2 separate regions of the Pan troglodytes genome follow, and region 1 is linked to region 2. Evidence: chromatin contacts called from public HiChIP or PLAC-seq data. All regions are on one chromosome and are shown on one strand. Each heading gives the region's core, a stretch centred on a gene start, on an enhancer-like site or on the middle of the called end of the contact. The rest is flanking DNA. Distances are from core to core; before and after follow the strand shown. Region 1 holds the start of NRARP (NOTCH regulated ankyrin repeat protein). Region 2 holds the start of ENTPD8 (ectonucleoside triphosphate diphosphohydrolase 8).

What was found. HiChIP or PLAC-seq counts read pairs in DNA pulled down with a chosen protein or histone mark.
Region 1: an H3K4me3 HiChIP or PLAC-seq map of stem cell-derived excitatory neurons shows a contact between it and region 2, with 4 times the contacts expected there. The contact joins the promoter of NRARP here to the promoter of ENTPD8 in region 2. A contact is called at or near these places in 1 of 7 Hi-C or Micro-C datasets (stem cell-derived neural progenitor cells) and 1 of 1 datasets of contacts at active chromatin or transcription factors (stem cell-derived excitatory neurons).

Annotation. Positions count from the first base shown.
Region 1 is chr11:1,151,207-1,154,218 of NHGRI_mPanTro3-v2.0_pri, forward strand. NRARP (NOTCH regulated ankyrin repeat protein) reads left to right here and starts at 1,530. Exons shown (of 1, transcript XM_528519.9): 1 at 1,530-3,012. The coding sequence starts at 1,891. The coding sequence ends at 2,235.
Region 2 is chr11:995,759-998,458 of NHGRI_mPanTro3-v2.0_pri, forward strand. ENTPD8 (ectonucleoside triphosphate diphosphohydrolase 8) reads left to right here and starts at 1,367. Exons shown (of 10, transcript XM_024346013.3): 1 at 1,367-1,684.

The DNA.
Region 1 (3,012 bases), core at 280-2,779, 160 kb after region 2:
TGCCATCCCTGCCCCGGGCCTGGGCTCCACAGCGCCCATCTCTGTTCTGCTGGGGGCCTACTCCGGGACTCCACTGTGTCCTCACCTGCATATTGGGGAGCACCCTTCCACCCTCCGTGGCCCCCTTGAGAGCTCCTGGGAGAAGCAGTGAGGCCCAAAGGAGAGGGCTGAACAGAACCAGCGGGATCACGGCCCCAGGAAGACCAGAGCGAGCTCTGAGCTGTGCCTTTGAGGGACAGAGGTTCCCAGCCCACCAGGAGGACCCCAGGGCCTCAGGACCCTGCTCCACTCAGCCAGGGTCTGTCCCGAAGGGGGCCTGCCCAGTTTTTCCTGCCAGTATGGGCACAGCATGGGGTGGGGACACACCCCTGTGGGGAGCCGGATGTGGGGACATGGAGCTGGTGGGCGGAAGCCTCCCCAGACAAGGCCTGGCATGGGGGTCTCCCCAGCCCGAGCTCAGAGCTGCCTGCGCGGAATTCCCGGCTTGGCTTCAGAAGGAATTCAAGCCCCAGCCTGCCTGGCCTCCTGCTCCGCGCCTGAGAATCACTCCTCCTTAATTTCCAACGACCACAGCGAGTTGTAAACTGTAAAACTCTAATGAGGAAATGCGCTGTGCTTCCCCTGCTAGTGCCTCCCGGTCAATTGTTAGAGTGGTCAATAAAAATGGGTTTTACAGTTTGGAAGCCAGGCGTTTCAGAATCCCCTTCTGGCCCTGGCGCCACACCTAGCCCTGCTCACCTGGGCGGGACCCATGTGTCCCGCATGCTGGTGTGTGGGCAGCAGAGGGAGGCAGGCCGCGGTCCCGACCCTCCCGCTGCGCCCCGGCCCGGGGCTTCCTCCCGAGAGGACAGCGGAACCCCCTTCACCGCCAGGCGATAGAAGCCGCGGTGGCCGGCCGGAGGCCCCTCGCATCAATACGGTTGGGGCACACATAGGCTGAGCCGGCGGCCATGAGGCTGCCCGCGCGCGGGAAGGACCCGCGTGGCTGAAGGCCCCACGTCAGGGCCTGGAGTTGCCACCCGCGTGGACGGTGAGCCCGGAGGCGCGGGCTGGCCGCGGTCGCCGCGCGCCTCTCCGCTCAGAGGGGTCTCTCCTTCGCCACGGGCCTGAGATGCCCGCGAACCCCCTGCCCGGGAGAGGCCGCCCTCGGGGCCACCTGGCGGTCGCGCTCGGGTACCGGGCAAGGCCTGGGTCTGGCTGCTGAGGGAACTTGGAATTCCCCGGGTGGCCGGAGGGAGAAGGGGCGGGACGACCGCAAAGAGACGCGGAGCGCCCGGGGGGCGCGCGGACGGCGGCGGCGACGGAGCTGGACCCCCCCGGCGGCCACCTGGCCTCCCCCGCCCAGGCGCTGCCGGCGACCAGCGCCCCCTGCCGCGAAGCGCGCCGCCGCCGGGACCCGCCCCCGGACCCCTGCGCACGGCACCGCCCACGCCCCGCCCCCACGTGGGCGCGGCCCAATCCCGGGGCCGCCGGCGCGCGCGTCACGGGCTGCCATTGTTATGCAAATATAAAGAAGGTAAAAGGCGCCCCGGCGCGGCGGGCGAGCTAGTGCTGCGGCGCGTGGGGAGGCGCCTTGGGACCGCGTGGGAGCCGCAGCCGAACCGAGTAGGGACCGGGACCGCGCGGCGCCGCCGTCCCCGGCCGGGCCCGGCCCCCGCGAGCCGAGCGCGCGCCCCCGTCGCCCACCCGGGCGCGGCTGGATGCGGCGGGGTCCCCGCGGCGGCGACCCCCGGCCCCGAGCGCCCGGAGCGCCCAGAGGCGGCGTGCGGGGCCCGGGGACGCCGCGCCCTCCATGCGCCGAGGCGCGCCCCGAGACAGCCGGGGGCCCGCGCCGCAGCCGCCGCCCGCGCTGAGCCCCGGCCCGGCCCGCGGCCCGCGCCCGGCGGCAGCATGAGCCAGGCCGAGCTGTCCACCTGCTCCGCGCCGCAGACGCAGCGCATCTTCCAGGAGGCTGTGCGCAAGGGCAACACGCAGGAGCTGCAGTCGCTGCTGCAGAACATGACCAACTGCGAGTTCAACGTGAACTCGTTCGGGCCCGAGGGCCAGACGGCGCTGCACCAGTCGGTCATCGACGGCAACCTGGAGCTCGTGAAGCTGCTGGTCAAGTTCGGCGCCGACATCCGCCTGGCCAACCGCGACGGCTGGAGCGCGCTGCACATCGCCGCGTTCGGTGGCCACCAGGACATCGTGCTCTATCTCATCACCAAGGCGAAGTACGCGGCCAGCGGCCGGTGATGCCCGCCGGGACCCCGGACCCCGGCCCTGCGCCCGCGTCGTCTCTGCTGTACCTTCCCGCCAACTACCTCGGTGCGCGCCCGGCTCGCAGGCCCCGCCAGAAGGCCCGCGGCCACGGCGAATACGGCGCGTGCGTCCCGGCCCCAGGGTCCGGCAGCCCCGCCGGCCGAGCGCCTCCCTGCGGCCTAGCCGGGCCCGGCCGGGCCGGAGCAGCTTCCCACGGCCCCCACCCGCCCGCCTGCCCGTCGCCTCGCGGGTGGGGGCGGGGCGCGGGCTCCAGCCCCTTTTGAAATTTGAGTCTCGCAACCAGCAAGTTCGGAATCCCGAGATACCGGATCCTCTGCGCAAAATGTTTTCTCCCGAAGGTGAAAGGCGGGCGGCGGGAGCCGAAGGCGGACTCGGAGCGCTCCGCCGCCGCCTTCAGGACCCGCCCGCAGGCCCGGGACGCGCCGATGCCGGCTGCAGCCGAGGAGCAGCCCCGAGGTCCGAGGTCCGCGCCGCTGGCGCGCGGCCGAGGAGACGCTCTGCTGTTCGCTGTTGCTGGTGTTCTAAACTATTTATCTTGTGTGTGTACATTTGTGGGTGGAGTTTGTGCGCCTGGTTTTTTTGTTTGGAAAACACTGCGTGGTCAATGTGGTTATGGGGGGGAGTGATGCATTTTTTTCTAGTCTTAAAACTAAAAACTTGAGTCTACCATTTCTTGGTTGCACTGAAAATACCGCCCAGCCTGATGGTGTTCCCGTGCTGTCCCTCCCCCTTCCCTTCTCCCCGCGTCTA
Region 2 (2,700 bases), core at 117-2,616:
ACAGAGGACAAAATCACCAATATGAGGAATGGGAGGGTTAGCACTGCAGACCCTACAGACATTAAAAGGATAACCAGGAAGTACTATGAATAATTGTAGTCACATAAATTTAGCAACTTAGGTGAAATGGACCAATTCCTTGAAAGCCACAAACTACCAAAACTCATTAAATAGACAACTTGAACAATCCTATTAAGTATTAAATAAACTGAATTTGTACTTTAAAACTTTTCTAAAAAGGAAAGTACTGGCTCAGATGGTTTTACCACCAAATTATACAAAATATTTAAAGAAGAAATTTAATACAAATTTTTCAAATCCCTTCCACAAAATAAAACAAGGACAGCTGGCTGGGCGCGGTGGCTCATGCCTGTAATTCCAGCACTTTGGGAGGCTGAGGCGGGCGGATTGCAAGGTCAGGAGTTTGAGACCATCCTGGCCAACATGGTGAAACCCCATCTCTACTGAAAATACAAAAAATTAGCCAGGCATGGTGGCAGGCACCTGTAATCCCAGCTACTCCGGAGACTGAGGCAGGAGAATCGCTTGAACCTGGGAGGTGGAGGTTGCAGTGAGCCAAGTCCGCACCATTGCATTCTAGCCTGGGTGACAGAGCGAGACTCCATCTCAAAAAAAAAAAAAAAAAAAAAAAAAAAAGAAGGACAACTTCCCAGATTCATTTTATAAGCCCAGCATTATCCCCATACAGAAACCAGGACTAAAAAAGAAAACTATGCAACTTTGTTGAACACAACTGCAAAAATCCTCAACAAACACATTTGACTCTTACGACCCATGGCAGCTAGTGGTATAAAGTTGCTGCAAACACTGAATTAAAGAATATGCTAAACTATTGCTCCTAAGGGAAATGCAAAGTTATGTTCCTGCAAGCTTCTGGTCACATTTTTGTTAAATGATCAATATATTAATAAAACCTTCTTTTATGTGTATTTTTGTTTAAGGGCACCTTATTTAATATGTATTGTATCACTAACATTGAACTCATGGCCAACAGCGCTAACTCTTGCACGAATAAAGCTTATCCAATGTGTGTTTTCTCCGTAAAGTGCATCTCAGCCTTCTTGCATCTCTGCACTATGCTGAGACGCCATTATAAACAGTGAAATCACCAAGAAAAAGCACAAAAATGCACACACATGACACCAAATATGCTACCAGTAAAGAGAGTCCCGATTGAGACCCCAAGAGGGTTCTTGGATCTCACACAGACAGGAATTCACCGCCCCCCCCCATTCCCCCACCCTATTCCCCGCCCCCCAACACCCCCAGCCCCACCCAGCCCCGGCCCTGGCCCCGCCCCTCCCCGTCCCCAGCCCCGCCCCCGCTTCAGAGGCCGGGACCCCTACGGCGGCGGCCCCGGGACCCACGGCGAGCGGGAAAGGCAGAGTGGCTGCAAATGGAAAACGACGGGCGCCGCGGGGCTGCAGGCGCTTCCGCCCCCGCCCCGGGCCTGGACCTTCGGGGTCACCTGACTCCGACCTGCCCGGGCCGGGCGGCAAGAGGGGTAAAGTCCGGGCCGGGGTCAAGAGCGCGGCTGCAGGCCGTGGGGGGCGGGGTCCCGGAGTTCTGCCCCTCGCAGCTCCAGGCTCCTCCTCAGCTTCCCTCTCCTGCCTCCCACAGCCCCAGGGGCGGGGCGACCCTGGGCACCGAGACAGACCCGCAGGTGGGAGATGCGGGGAGACCCTGGGCGGGGGACCCGAGGGTGGAGTGGGCGGGGCGACCTTGGGCGCTGGCCTCAGCCTGCGGGCCCTGGAGCCAGGTGCACAGCGCATCGCCCGAGGCTGTCACCGCCCTGCCCCTCCCACCCCAGCTGTCCTGGACCCAGGGGCAGGGAGAGGCTGGACGCCAGGTGCGCGGACACAGACGCGCCTAAGCACAGCTTCCTCCTTGCCTCTCCGGGAAGTGGGCAGCCAGCCCAGGTGAGGGTCCAAAGGGATGTCCTGGGGGCGCTGTCCTGGTCTGGGGGGCTGTCCTGATCTGGGAGTCTGTTCTGTGTGAGGGGGTGTCCTGGTCTAGGGGGGCTGTCCTGGTCTCAGGGACTGTTCTGTGTGAGGGGATGTCCTGGTCTGGGGGGGCTGTCCTGGTCTGGGGGGCTGTCCTGATCTGGGAGTCTGTTCTGTGTGAGGGGGTGTCCTGGTCTAGGGGGGCTGTCCTGGTCTCAGGGACTGTTCTGTGTGAGGGGGTGTCCTGGTCTGGGGGGGCTGTCCTGGTCTGGGGGGCTGTCCTGATCTGGGAGTCTGTTCTGTGTGAGGGGGTGTCCTGGTCTGGGGGGCTGTCCTGGTCTGGGGGGGCTGTCCTGGTCTGGGGGGCTGTCCTGATCTGGGAGTCTGTTCTGTGTGAGGGGGTGTCCTGGTCTGGGGGGCTGTCCTGGTCTGGGGGGCTGTCTTGATCTGGGAGTCTGTTCTGTGTGAGGGGGTGTCCTGGTCTGGGGGGCTCTCCTGGTCTGGGGAGGGCTGTCCTGGTCTGGGGGGCTGTCCTGGTCTGGGGGGGCTGTCCTGGTCTGGGGGGGCTGTCCTGGTCTGGGGGGCTGTCCTGGTCTGGGGGGGGCTGTCCTGGTCTGGGGGGCTGTCCTGGTCTGGGGGGCTGTCCTGATCTGGGAGTCTGTTCTGTGTGAGGGGGTGTCCTGGTCTGGGGGGCTCTCCTGGTCTGGGGGGGGCTGTCCTGGTCTGGGGGGCTGTC